Linked DNA regions of Mus musculus: region 2 is linked to region 1. Evidence: chromatin contacts called from public targeted proximity ligation data. All regions are on one chromosome and are shown on one strand. The core of a region is the stretch at or near the end of the contact, and the rest is flanking DNA. Distances in the headings are between cores, read along the strand shown.

Region 1 (6,709 bases), core at 1,412-3,911:
GCGGGCAGAGAAACAAGGTGAGTCCCAGGCAGTGCCCAGGGCCACATTCTTGAGATGGGAGAGGCTGAGAAACAGAGAGCCCTAGGTCAAAGGGCAAACTGCTTTTGTGGGCAGGGGTGGGCACTGGGAATTCAGAGGGGTTTCACTCAGAACAGACTGGTTCCCATTGCCTCGTGGAGGCAGGCTGGATCTCGAGGCACTTCAGGCAGGGTAGAGGCGCCTACCTGGTGCTCTCACTCCGGCTATGCTCCCAGGAGCAGCCCTCATCCTCACAGTGGCCAGCCCGGTCAAAGAAGTAGGATCGGGAGCCAAAAACCTGCCCATTGAGGATTCGACTGGTGCTCTGTAAGGTATGGGGAAAGAAGTCGGTACTATGGATATTTTCTTCTGCTGCCGTAACTGTCCCAGGACCCCAGACCAGAATTCCCAGGGTCCAGCCCTCTATACTGGACCAAGAGGTGGTTGGGGGGGGGTCCCTACCAGATCCTGTGGGGGCCGGTGTACCCGGAAGAAGCCCACCAGCAATGTGGTGGGCAGCAGTTCCCAAACGAAGAGGATGAGACCAAACACCAGGTAGCCTTTGTTCCCTAGGTCATTCACCAGATCTGCCTGGGGAAAAGCAGGGGCTGAGGACATTCTGCCACCACAGAGGCTGCTGGCAGGGCCCTGGCCAGCTGGAGGCTAGTTATTATAGTTACCAAAGAAGGGACAAACAGGACCAATGCCTACCTGGTCAGATACGTTGTACCAGTCGTAATCGAAGGCATCTAGCCGGCTCCGAGGGGCCAAGGCCAGAGCTGCCAGGTTGTAACAGGCCCGGCTGGCATAGAGAAGGACCATGGCACCCCCTATAGCAGCTGCCTGACACACGCTGGTCCCCTGGCAGAGATGACAATAGAGGATCTTCATGGAGAGGAGGGCTCCTATATTCCTTTACATCCTAAAGAACTCTGTCCAAGGACCCCCAAGGGTGCTACATCAAGGTTGGTGGCTCTACCTTGGCCTCTAAGTAGATGCTGGTGGAAGGGGCTCGACGGGCCACAAGGCAGAGGCAGGCAGCAAGCGAGAGGGCACAGATGACGAAGAGAGAGTCGCTCACCAGGACACGTACCAGCAGAAGGACCCAGGGCTGTGCCTGGCGCTGGCGAGACAGCACTGCACACAGTACATTCACCAGCAAAAAGAGCAGTGAAGCACCCACGAAGGCCCCTCGGACAGCCAGCCTGCAGCCCACAGCAAAGTCAGCCCCAGACCACGGATCCCCTCGGCCCTCACCAGCAACCCTGACTCCTCAGGAGACCCCAGGGTCAGTTAGAACTCAGATGGCCACACCTAAACTCTGCTCATCTCTTTCTGCAGATGAGGAAACTGAGGGGGTGATTGAGAGCTACAGCATCATAGGAGCACCGGGTCAAACATCTGTTCCTGAGTGGGCCTCATTCCAGCTGTGTGACCTTGAACATGGTGCTTTGTCTAACTGGGCCTCAGTTATCCTCTCAAATGACGATAGGAATAGCACCTCAGGTGAGATGTGAAATATCTTTATAAACTAGAAGGCACTGTGTAAGGACAGGGGTGTTGCAGCCAAGGTCACTAAAAGTGCAGCAGGACTTCATGCATTCCATGGGTTGGAGCCTCCATCTTTCTCCACCACAGGTGATATTGATGGTCTCTCTCCCCTGACACTATCATAGATGTCTGTATCAGACGCTTCAGGTTTCTCAAGCTCTATCACAAATACTTCTGAGGTTCCTCCTGTCTCAACCCTGCTGGGTGGGCTTCCTCCCTGCCACTGACCCATTGACATCTCCAGTACTTACAAGCCTCGGCTCATCTCTGGCCGACGCTTCGCCTTGGCCTTGAACACCACCTGGGAGCAGAGATACCCCATCACTCCTTTGGACCATTGAGATTGCCCTCCTACTCCCACCACACCGGTTCCCGTGGTTACCTGCACAAAGTAGAGGTTCATAAGCGTCAGTGTGAAGAACTGCAGGCAGACAGGGCAGCAATAGAGAAGCCAAAAAGGCAAGGGCCCCAGGCGGTTGGCCCTGGGAGTATCTCGGAAGTAGAAGGAGAAAAGTGTGGTACGCAAGGCTGCCCAGAGCAGACAGAGCGCCAGGAATACTGTCTGATAGCTGAGGCGCTTGTGCCCATACAGAAGCACCAGCCAGAGCTGGGCATAGACAGAGAAGAAGAGCAGAGCATATAGGGCAGTGTAGGCAGCGGTCAGCCCCAGGGTCACTGTAGGCGGCAGTGCAGGTACCAGCCCAGCTGCAGGCACCAGACCAGACAGGTTACTCTCCATGTCAAGGAGGGAGGCCTGAAACCCGGAGACAGAGATAGAGGGCTGGCCAGAAGCCAGGGAAATAAATACGGAGGGGTGGGACCTGCAATAGGTGGTGAGACCTGGAAACTCTGGAAAAAAGAAGTTGAGGTTGTCAGGCCTTTCCTTCTCAGCAGAGTCGGGCGTGGGGGTGGGGGTGGGGGTGGGCACGGGTAACCTGGGCCCTGGGCCCTAGACCCGTCACTCTGGAGTGTATAAAGTGGTCTTTCCTACCCAGGGCAAATGAAATGGGGGTTGGGGGTGTCCCTCCCTGGGCCAGCCCCAGAGCCAAGATGCGAGGATGCAGTGGCACAGAGTCCCTGGCCTTGGTTGCTCGTGTCCGGCTGGCAGGAGGGGGAGAGCCGGCCGATGCCCGTCAGCTTAGGACAGCGGCCGCTGCGGGGGCGCCCAACGCCCCGCTCTCCCCCTCCCCAAGCTTGGTTCCTCTTTCCCCTCCAATAATCCGGATTGGGAGGCTTCTTCCTCTGTCCTCAAGATTCCAGACGTGTTCCCCCACCGCGTCCACCCTCAGCCCCGGTGAATAAGAGGAAGTCGATGTCAGGTCTCAGGCCGCTGCGGGGTAAGCGGGATCCGGTCGCCGGGACACCGGGCTCCAGCTCCCCGGCTCCCTCTGCTCCGCCCCACTCCTGCGCCTGCGCGGACGTCCGTTCGCTACGTAAACTGCGTAGCGACCGGCAGGGACTCCGAAGCCATGCGCCGCGCCCGGCGTGCATCTCTTCGAGAATCGCCGCAAGGTGCGCTGCCGGCGGGTGTCCCGGGTTACGGATGGCGGCGGGCGGCCGAGAGTAGAGCAGGCCGCACGCAGCAAGCACCTGGGCTACCAGTGCCATGGACCGCCAGCTCTTAATGTTTGGGGACTACCATTTCCCACGCTTAGATTCCCAAATCCACATCGCGTTCGGCGTGCCCATATGGGGGGCGGCAACGACTTCCCCGCACAGGGTCACTGAAGGAAACTTCCGCCCACAACCAAGATGGTACCCGGACCCCGCCCCCTAGCTTCTGTCTGCAGGCCCCGCGCTCCGGCCCGGGGCAGCGTACGCACACCTATCCTGGCAGCAGAGGCCCCTGGAGCCCCACGGCTCGCCTTCCTGGGCGCCCCGTCCCTTCTTCCGCACCCGGGCGGCCATCCTGCCGTAAAGGAGCTCCCGAAATGGCGCGGGGGGTTGTCCCCAAGACGGGCAGTGCAAGGCCTCCACGATCGGGAAGAAGGAGCTGGTCTTCCCATCCCGGTCACTCGGTCCAGGGGGAGCAATAACCATCGCAACGACCATTGCATCCGACGGCCGAGCTTCAGTGAACGGCTCTATAAGTAATCACTAAGCTGTTTACAGAGTTTTCACCAGCTCCCCAGGGAGGTGTCATTAACCCCATTTTACAGGAGGGAATTCGGGCCCAGAAGGGCTGGAGGACTTATCAGCCGAAGCAGGCCTCCAGGATCCAAATGGGAACCCCAAAGCAGCCCTCGCTGGCTCCTGCACACGCCCTAGGCTTGAGGAAGTCCGATCCCGGAATCCGGAGCCTGGGGAGCGACGCGGGAGGAAGGCGGTGGAGACCAGCAGGTCGGCGCAGGGGTGGGACCTGGCTTGGGGTGGCCCCGCCTCCAGGCCGACCCGGGATTTACTTCGAAAACTGATTGGGTCAGATCTGTGACAGTTCTCGTCGCCCAGGAAACTAGGGCCGGGCGCCCTTAGAACTGGAGGGAGGAGGCAGGCCCGGGTCAGGGGCCTCGAGATCGGGCTTGGGGTGAGACCTATTCCCGGTCCTAACGGGCAGGGGGAGCGCACTAGTGTCTGGACAGAGCTCTGAAGAGAGATTTAATATTCGGGCGACAGCCAGGCAGACTGAGCAGACAAATGAGGGATTGGGAAGATTTGGGGAGTTGAGCTACCGTGGTGGGAGAGGGAGACAGGAGTACCTCTCCTCTGCTTCTCATAAACACTGTTTGCCTAGCTGTGTAGTGAGTACTTCTTACCTTGTCTCTACAGCCCAGAGTATGTTCCAGATCCCAGAGTTTGAGCCGAGTGAGCAGGAAGACGCTAGTGCTACAGATAGGGGCCTGGGCCCTAGCCTCACTGAGGACCAGCCAGGTCCCTACCTGGCCCCAGGTCTCCTGGGGAGCAACATTCATCAGCAGGGACGGGCAGCCACCAACAGTCATCATGGAGGTAGGTTCCTCACTACCATTATCTGCCTGTCCCATGCCCCCTGACTCTCAGGTGCCCCTTACGTTGCTGTTGCAGCCATACTTCCTAAAGATTCTTGGGAAGCCCCAGATAGCTCCTTTCATCAGATTGCTTCTTCTACAAACCATCACTGGGCTAATTCACAGAGATGTATGGTATGCCCTTAATGATTAAGCTGACTCACTGAATGCTGAAAACAGACCCCCTTATTATGTCCCCAAGATCAGTGGGAGGTAAGCAGAGCCCCAAAGAAGTGACTTTTCTCTTTATTTATTTATTTATTCATTTATTTATTGTATGTGAGTACACTGTAGCTGTCTTCAGAAGAGGGCATCAGATCCCATTACAGATGGTTGTGAGCCACCATGTGGTTGCTGGGAATTGAACTCAGTACCTCTGGAAGAGGAGTCAGTGCTCTTAACCACTGAGCCATCTCTCCAGCCCAAGAAGTGGCCAGTAGGTCCGTTCGTTCGTTCGTTCTTTCTTTCTTTCTTTCTTTCTTTCTTTTTTTAAAATGATTATTTTTTGGTTTTTCAAGACAGGGTTTCTCTGTGTAGCTCTGGCTATCTTGGAACTCACTCCTACAGAAAAACCAATAAATAAATAATAATAATAAAAACTAATAAAAAAGGAAGAAGAAAGCTGAAGGTTAAAAGAAGGGATGGGGGAGGGGACTGGAAAAATGGCTCAGTGGTTCAGAGCATTTACTACCAGGCTGGCCTTGAACTCAGAAATCCTCATGTCTCTGCCTCCCAAGTGCTGGGATCAAAGGCGTGCACCACCGCCGCCCAGCTCAGTAGGTTCTTTCTTACTCTATGGCTCGCCTTCAGCCCGACTATTCTTGCCCAGATGGGACAGGCAGGTGACCCTAAGTGACAAACAAGAGCCGTGTGAAGCTGGAAAGTGTGAGTGAGTGCCAAGATGGAAGGAGAGGCCTTGGAGATACTGGTTATACTCCCCACTTCCCATTGCTGACCCTGTATAGCCAGAGAAATCTGAGCTCAACCAGGTTTGTCACTGGCTCCATAGAACTTAACTTATCCCTACCCCCTCATGTATCCCTGGACTGTCTCAAACTTCTATACAGCTGAGACTAGCCTTGAACTCCTGATCCTCCAGCCTCTACCTACCAAGTACTAGGATCACAGGTCACCATGCCTGGCACTCCACTTCCTTTTTTAAATTATTTGTATATGTATGCCCGTGTAAAATGCACATGTGCAAGTGCAGGCTTGGAGTCCAGAAGAGGGTGTTGGATCCCCTAGAGCTGGGGTTACAGGGGGCTGGTGAGATGGCTCAGTGGGTAAGAGCACCCGACTGTTCTTCCGAAGGTCCAGAGTTCAAATCCCAGCAACCACATGGCTCACAACCATCCGTAACGAGATCTGACTCCCTCTTCTGGAGTGTCTGAAGACAGCTAAAGTGTACTTACATATAAATAAATCTTTAAAAAAAAAAAAAAAAGCTGGAGTTACAGGTGGTTGCTGGGAACTGAACTCACATCCTGTGCAAGAGCAATAAATGCTCTGAACCACTGAGCCATTTTTCCAGTCCCCTCCCCCCATCCCTTCTTTTAACCTTCAGCTTTCTTATTCCTTTTTTATTAGTTTTTATTATTATTAATTTTTGGTTTTTCAGGACAGGGTTTCTCTGTATAGCCTTAGCTGTCCTGGATTACTGTGCTCAACCAGGATGGCCTCAAACTCAAGAGATCCGCCTCTGCCTCTCAAGTGCTGGGATTAAAGATGTACACCACCACTGCTGGGCATATCTCCAGATTTCTTTTTCTTTCCTTTTTTAAAAAAGTTAATTAATTAGTTAATTAATTAACTTGTTTACTTAATGTGAGAACATTGTGGCTGTCTTCAGACACACCAGAAGAGGGCATCAGATTCCATTATACAGGGTTGTGAGCCACCATGTGGTTGCTGGGAATTGAACTCAGGACCTCTGAAAGAACAGCCAGTGCTCTGAACCCCTGAGCTGTCTTTCCAGCCCCACGGATCAAGTTCCCCATGGCTGGGACTCACCTTGGGGCCTGGGAAGGCCTTGTTCTGCTTCAGCCTCACCATGAGCTCCACGTGCAGCTGCGATCTGCAGAGGTGGCTGTGGTGGGTCTGCCTGGGAGGGCAGCTCCTCAAAGTATAGGCAGACCCCACTTAGCTGCAGCAGCTTG
Region 2 (6,709 bases), core at 2,384-4,883, 1.8 Mb after region 1:
TTGGGAGATCCTGACAGAATGTAAAAGGTCACAGAAGCCCCATGGCAAAATAGATTTCACTGTTAACAGAACTAGCTTCACTGATTTAGAAAAATAGAGGTGGGGGCTGGTGAGATGGCTCAGTGGTTAAGAGCGCCGACTGCTCTTCCAAAGGTCCTGAGTTCAAATCCCAGAAACCCGTAATGAAATCTGATGCTCTCTTCTGGAGTGTCTGAAGACAGTTACAGTGTACTTACATATAATAACTAAATAAATAAATATTAAAAAAAAAAGAAAAATAGAGGTGCACAATGCTCTGGCTGCTCCTTGAACCCGTGTGTCTGCCAGTGTTCTGACTGTTCCTTAAACCCAGGTGTGTACCCACTGCTGCACCTCACTGCCAGGTGTTTGTGATATTGGTTGCTGGGGATAGAGCCTGAAAATCTCCCCAGCAACCACAGTTGGGGCCAGTTCGGAGTTACTGCACCTTCATTAGACTCTTTCCTTGTTTCCCTCCCATACCCATTTCTTGAGATCTCAATGATTTTAGAATAAACATTGCTTAGATCTGGAAATCCCCTACTCCCTTCTCCTCCTTTCCCCCTTGAGGACCTATAAAAACTGGGACCCCTTTCCCCTCAGGGTTGACTCCTCTACCCCTTCGTGGGATATGAGTCGTCCCCAGAGTTCTGGCTTTCCCCAAATAAAGCCTCGTGTGGTTTGCATCAAGTTTGGTCTCTCGTGAGTTCTTGGGGGTCTGCTATTATCTCAAGACTTGAGTGAGGGTCTCCCTTCGGAGGTCTTTCAGTATCTGCTTTGGAATTAGGAGGTAGAATGGGAGCTTGCTCTGTCCACTCTATGCACTGATTGGGCATTGCAGTACTTCTGGGAATGGTGTATCCCCTCGAGGAATGCACAACCTTTAAAGAAGGCTCTAGGTGCAGCTTGTCTTACTTTTACCATTTTGTAGAGGTGATTGACTGTCTCTGTCTCCCTCTTGTTGAAATCTGGTCTTAGTCATGACACTTTTGCCTTTTTTGAGACAGGGCTTCTTTTTTTATTCCTGGCTGTCCTGGAACTTGCTCTGTAAAGTATGCTGCCTTCTAAATTCTGAGATTTGCCTTACTCTGCTAAGATTAAAGACTGCTTGCCACCACCGCCCGGCGTCTAAATTGCTAAGCATTCTAAGTACGTCTATTTTTCAACCTTATGTAGATGTTTAAAGTATACTTGTATTTTCAGACCTCTCTAGGCTTTTTGTTTCAATGGTTTCTGGTTCCCTCTGCATGTACACACAATTTAGGGTACATTCTAATACATGTAGGTAAAACATGGATGCTGCAAAGTCTGTCATTATTTCTCAGGCTTAGGTTTTCCAGCTTTCCAGAGCTTTTTTATTTGTTTGTTTGTTTGTTTGTTTGTTTTGAGACAGGGTTTCTCTGTGAAGCCCTGGCTGTCCTGGAACTCACTTTGTAGACCAGGCTGGCCTCAAACTCAGAAATCCACCTGCCTCTGCCTCCCAAGTGCTGGGATTAAAGGTGTACACCACCACTGCCCGGCTTTCCAGAGCTTCTTATTAGTTTTATTTCAGAGTTCTCAGGAGTGAAACTTGCTCTTTGTAGTGGTTTCTTTTATGTGTATGTGCTTTGGCTGTCTGGATGCCTGGGCATCATTTGTATGCTTAAAGACCAGAAAAAAAGTTCAGGTTCCATGGCAGAGAATTGCAATCCTCCACGAGGTGCTTCTGTAAGAGCAGCCAGTGCTCTAAATACTGAACCATCTTCCCAACCAGAAATTTACTTCAAACAATTTGAATGTTTTGTCTGTTTTTTGTTTGTTTGTTTTGTTTTTTTTTAAAAGAAGTTGAAATCTTCATAAATTCTTTGACAAAGGGCAAGAAGTTCCTCTGTTTTTTTGTGTGTAGAGCCTGCCTTCAAGTCTGGACTGTGGGGACTGCAAAACTTGGGCAAGTTCAGTTTTATCCCAGGAATCAGATCAGAATGCTGTTTTCTTTTCTTCCTTCTTCTTTTTTTTGTTTGTTTGTTTTTGTTTTTCGAGACACGGTTTCTCTGTGTAGTCCTGTCTGTCCTGGAACTCACTTTGTAGACCAGGCTGGCCTCAAACTCAGAAATCCACCTGCCTCTGCCTCCCGAGTGCTGGGATTAAAGGCATGTGCCACCATGCCTGGCTGTTGGAATTTTTTAAAAACTATTTTATTGAGTTCTTATACCTCTATCTCCCTTCCAACCCTTATTCCACCCTAATCCCTTCTAATCCCCCAACACTAGATAGGAGAGAAAAAAGGCTAGAGGGAAAGGGGAAAGGAGAAACAGTAGTCTCTAGGCGACTTCCTGCTGATTAGGGACATCGTGTTTCTTGGGGCAGTGATATCTTCATAGTCAGGATATCTCCAGCTTCTCATCAAACTTCAACACCAGGAACCAGGGGCAGCAGTAGGAAGCAGCAGCTGCCTCTGCCTTCTTCAGAGGTCCTCCCACCTCTCTAGGACCCCTTACACTTATCCCTCTCCAGAGTCCCCATAATTGCAAATGTAAACTATCTGCAGCTGGCAAAAAAATCATACTCCTCCTAAATTATGAGACAATCATAGTTAACAGCTATGGACAAACTGAAGCATCCTCTTATGCTACACCTGGGATTTAAAAAAAAACCATATTTACGTGACTGGGTTTTTAATGTAAAAAAAAAGATTTATTTATTACATGAAAGTACACTGTAGCTGTCTTTAGACACACCAGAAGAGGGCGTCAGTTTTCATTACGGGTGGTTGTGAGCCACCATGCGGTTGCTGGGATTTGAACTCAGGACCTTCGGAAGAGCAGTCAGTGCTCTTATCTGCTGAGCCATCTCGCCAGCCCCCTGGGTTTTTAAAGAAATAAAATTTCTGACTATAGCCTTAATTTGAGCAAATAAAAATCATAACCAGGTCTCTACTTTTCAAGAAGAGATGGTTCAGTGATTAAAAGCACTTGCAGCTCCTCCACAGGACCTTGGTTCCATTCCCAGAATCTAGAAGACAACTTATAACCATCTGTATCTGTGGCTTCATCCTGGAGATCCGACTCCTCTGACATCCTTGGACTCCTGCACCCATGTGCAGCCATATGCAGACACACCTACTGATGGTCAGAAAATAGAGAATAACTTCTGAAATTCTTTTAATAGTGTGGGATATAATTAACACAAAATAGGGAGATGGAAGAGACCTGGCTCCACACAGTATTGCAGTTTAGAAATTATGCTTTTCACAGACAGTGCAAAGATGGTCCTTACTTTTTGGTTCTCCTTAAACAAGCATGTCCTGTTTGAGGTGTGTGTGCGTTTTGTTTGTATATTCAAGACAGGGTTTCTCTGTGCAGCCCTGGCTGTCCTGGAACTCCCTCTGTAGCCCTGGCTGTCCCGGAGCCCACAGAGATCCTCTTTTCTCTGCCTCCAGAGTGCTGAGATTTAAAATGTGTGCCTTTTTGAAGGTTGGGGGTAAGAGGGGAGGGATGGAAGGAAGGAGGGAAGAAGAGGGGCTAAATGACAGTTTGGGGCGGGTACAGAGTGAGAGACCCGAGTTGTCAGACTGAATCCGGCGCTCGCTGATGATGCAGTAGTGGCGCGCCGGAAGTGCAAGCCACGGGCTGGTCTGCGATGGCGACTGCCTCGGCTCGCTGGAACCATGTGTGGGTCGGCACTGAGACCGGCATCCTGAAAGGTGAGTATTAGAGTTGTTTGTGGGACAGTGCAGGGGTCGCTTGTTTGTCACCCCAGCGTGACTGACGTCCTCGTCCCTTAGGGGTGAACCTTCAGCGGAAACATGCGGCAAATTTCACACCGTCCGGACAGCCGCGGCGGGAGGAGGCAGTGAATGCTCTGTGCTGGGGCACTGGCGGCGAGACCCAAGTGAGCAGCCTCTGGCCGGGCCGGAGCTAAGGGATGCCTGACAGTCTTGCCCTTCTTCCATCATTCCTTTCTCTGCTGGCAGATCTTGGTGGGCTGTGCGGACAGAACCGTGAGGTACTTTAATGCTGAGGAGGGTACATTCCTGAGCCAGAGATACTGCCCAGGCGGGGAAGGCACGTTCCGAGGTCTCGCCCAGGCGGATGGGTAAGGACCACCCACATTCTAGCCCAGGTTACATAGCGTTTGGGGCTCTCTTGGATTGAACTGAATACTTTAAGTTAAACACTTTAGGTGATACAATCACTGGGATAGGTGATTGCAAACCAAGGTTCTTGTTTACGTTCATCCCTATAACATGCATTCATCGGACAGCGATTGAAAGCATGAAGGAAAAGTATAAGGATTTTGGGAAAAACACATGCCTTAATAAAGTTTGCATTCTAGATAGAATTTTTTTTTTTTTTTTTTTTTTAGATTTATTTATTTATTCTATGTAAGTACACTGTAGCTGTCTTCAGACACTCCAGAAGAGGGAGTCAGATCTCGTTAGGGATGGTTGTGAGCCACCATGTGGTTGCTGGGATTTGAACTCCTGGCCTTCGGAAGAGCAGTCGGGTGCTCTTACCCACTGAGCCATCTCACCAGCCCTCTAGATAGAATTTTTATCCTGGCTCCTTTATAACGTTCTGTGCACATAATTTAATGTTTTTGAACACGTGTTTAAGTAGGATTGACAAAAATATAAGATAATGAAGCTTCCAAAGTGGTGGCTAGGAAGGAAGAGTCACCAAAGTTAGTAATCTGGGAGCAGCTTTTCTAGATCGATGAAGAAAGAAGGCTGCTTTGGTAATTCAACAGGTGAGCTCCAGACAGGTTATATAGAATGGAGTTTTGAACTAGGTCTTGAAGTACAAGTATATAATCTTGACAAAAGAGATACAATCTAAAAAGCAGATACTGAGCAGAGACTAAGGAGGAGTTAACATACTAAAACGCTACATACATAGGACAAATGCCATTTGGAGGCTGAAGTCAAGGAAACATCAGTATACATGTAAGTTTGGCATTGTATTTGGTTGCGATTAAATGGAAAGGGCTTTTGTACTGAGTTGAGATCTTATCTCCTAGATAATAGAGTGTATTGGGTTTGAATAGGAAGTGTCATGGACAGAGCTCTGAGCCTGTAGGAGCAAGGAGTATCACAAAGGCTCTTTGCCACAGCCCAGGCAAGCAATCTAGAGCTTAAGCCTAGGGTGGCAGATGTGTGGAAGAACACAGACACAGTTGTGCAGAGCCTGGGAAACGGCTTGGGCTTCCAGGGAAGAGGTTTATGTTATCGTTGTTTGGGTTGGGTTGTTTATTTCTGGGGGCTGGGGGAGGGAAGGTATGTATGTTTTGTTGTTTAGTATCTCATGTAGCCAGGATGGCCTTGAACTCACTATGTAGCTCAGACTGACGTGGAATTCCAGGTTCTCTCTTTACTCCCCACACTGGTAGCTGTGCACCATAAAACCTGGCTTATACTTTGTAAAATCCCAATATTCTCTTGCTTGCTTTCAGCACCCTTATCACATGTGTGGATTCTGGGATCCTCAGAGTCTGGTGTGAAAATGACAAAGAGGCGTCCTCTGACCCAGTAAGGTTTACCTGTCCCGGTGGTTGAAAGGATGGGAGCTAGGGTAGGGGTCTGATGGGGAATTTGGTAAAGGAAAGATTAAGGGCTTTGAGACTAACTCATCTCTGGTTATTTTCAGCTCTTGGAACTGAAGGTGGGTCCTGGGGTGTGTAGGATGCGCCAAGATCCCACACATACACATGTGGTTGCCACATGTGGGAAAGAAAATGCTTTGAAAGTATGGGACCTACAGGGGTCTGAGGAGCCTGTATTCAGGGCCAAAAATGTGAGTGAGTGATGAAGGGTTGGGGAGATGCTATGTTTGATTGAGGTTGGGGAAGTGAAAGCCACTGACATGACCTAGATGGCTTTGGGGGTATGGAGGATTGGAGGAAACAGGTCAGGCTTATCAAACTTTGTGCCCATATGTACCTTCCACACCAGGTGCGGAATGATTGGCTTGATCTCCGAGTTCCTATTTGGGACCAAGATACACAGTTCCTCCCTGGGTCACAGAAACTTGTCACATGCACAGGGTACCACCAGGTGAGGCTCTTTTTACTCCCGGATTGAAGTAGCTTGAATTCAGAAAAACAACAAAAAAAGTGTCTCCTGATAGAGTAGGTAGGTTGCATGGTGTAACTCTGCCTGGGTTATCAAAGGAGCTCATACTTTCTTAGTCAACAAAGCCCATGGCTGAGCCTACTACTTTCCCCTTACTGCATTCCAGGGTGGAATTCTGAACTCTGGGTTTCTATTTCTCCTTCCTAGAAGGGAAAGCAAAGGGAGTGCTCCTTCCACAGGAGGTTCCACAGGGAACAGATATCATGGGTGAACATCAGGTTGTCTGCAAAACAATTATATAATCCTTCCATGAAGTACTAACCAGGCTCATGAGATCTGACAGTATTAGGCACAGTCTAGCTAGTATGGTCATAGAACTTTGTAGTCCTCATATAGTCTGATTTGCTTTGGGGGCCCCTTTCATGTCTCAGCTCCACCAGTTTTGTGTGAGTGCTTAGCTAGGGATCTTTGTGGCTAATTCCATTTGAAGTTGTGAGACTCTGGCAGGGTTGGGTCACTGTTGTCATTTGTCTAGTCCTGGACATGAAAGTCTGATAGAGGTGCTAGGCCTTTGCTCATAACATGTGAGGAGCTCCCCATTGCTCCCTCAGCAAGATGAAGCGTTCCTGTTCGAAATTCACC

The links.
Region 2: a targeted proximity ligation map of pancreatic cancer cells shows a contact between it and region 1. A contact is called at or near these places in 1 of 39 promoter capture datasets (liver) and 1 of 130 datasets of targeted methods (pancreatic cancer cells).

The regions. Positions count from the first base shown.
Region 1 is chr19:6,938,532-6,945,240 of GRCm38.p6, forward strand. Gpr137 (G protein-coupled receptor 137) reads right to left here and starts at 2,662. Exons shown (of 7, transcript NM_207220.3): 1 at 1,952-2,662; 2 at 1,821-1,870; 3 at 998-1,223; 4 at 730-879; 5 at 481-609; 6 at 225-343. The coding sequence starts at 2,308. It overlaps Bad (BCL2-associated agonist of cell death), which reads left to right and starts at 4,031. Exons shown (of 4, transcript NM_001285453.1): 1 at 4,031-4,093; 2 at 4,336-4,515. The coding sequence starts at 4,344. It also overlaps the pseudogene Gm19053.
Region 2 is chr19:8,732,206-8,738,914 of GRCm38.p6, forward strand. Wdr74 (WD repeat domain 74) reads left to right here and starts at 3,634. Exons shown (of 11, transcript NM_134139.1): 1 at 3,634-3,700; 2 at 3,782-3,888; 3 at 3,971-4,092; 4 at 5,449-5,524; 5 at 5,643-5,789; 6 at 5,948-6,049. The coding sequence starts at 3,637.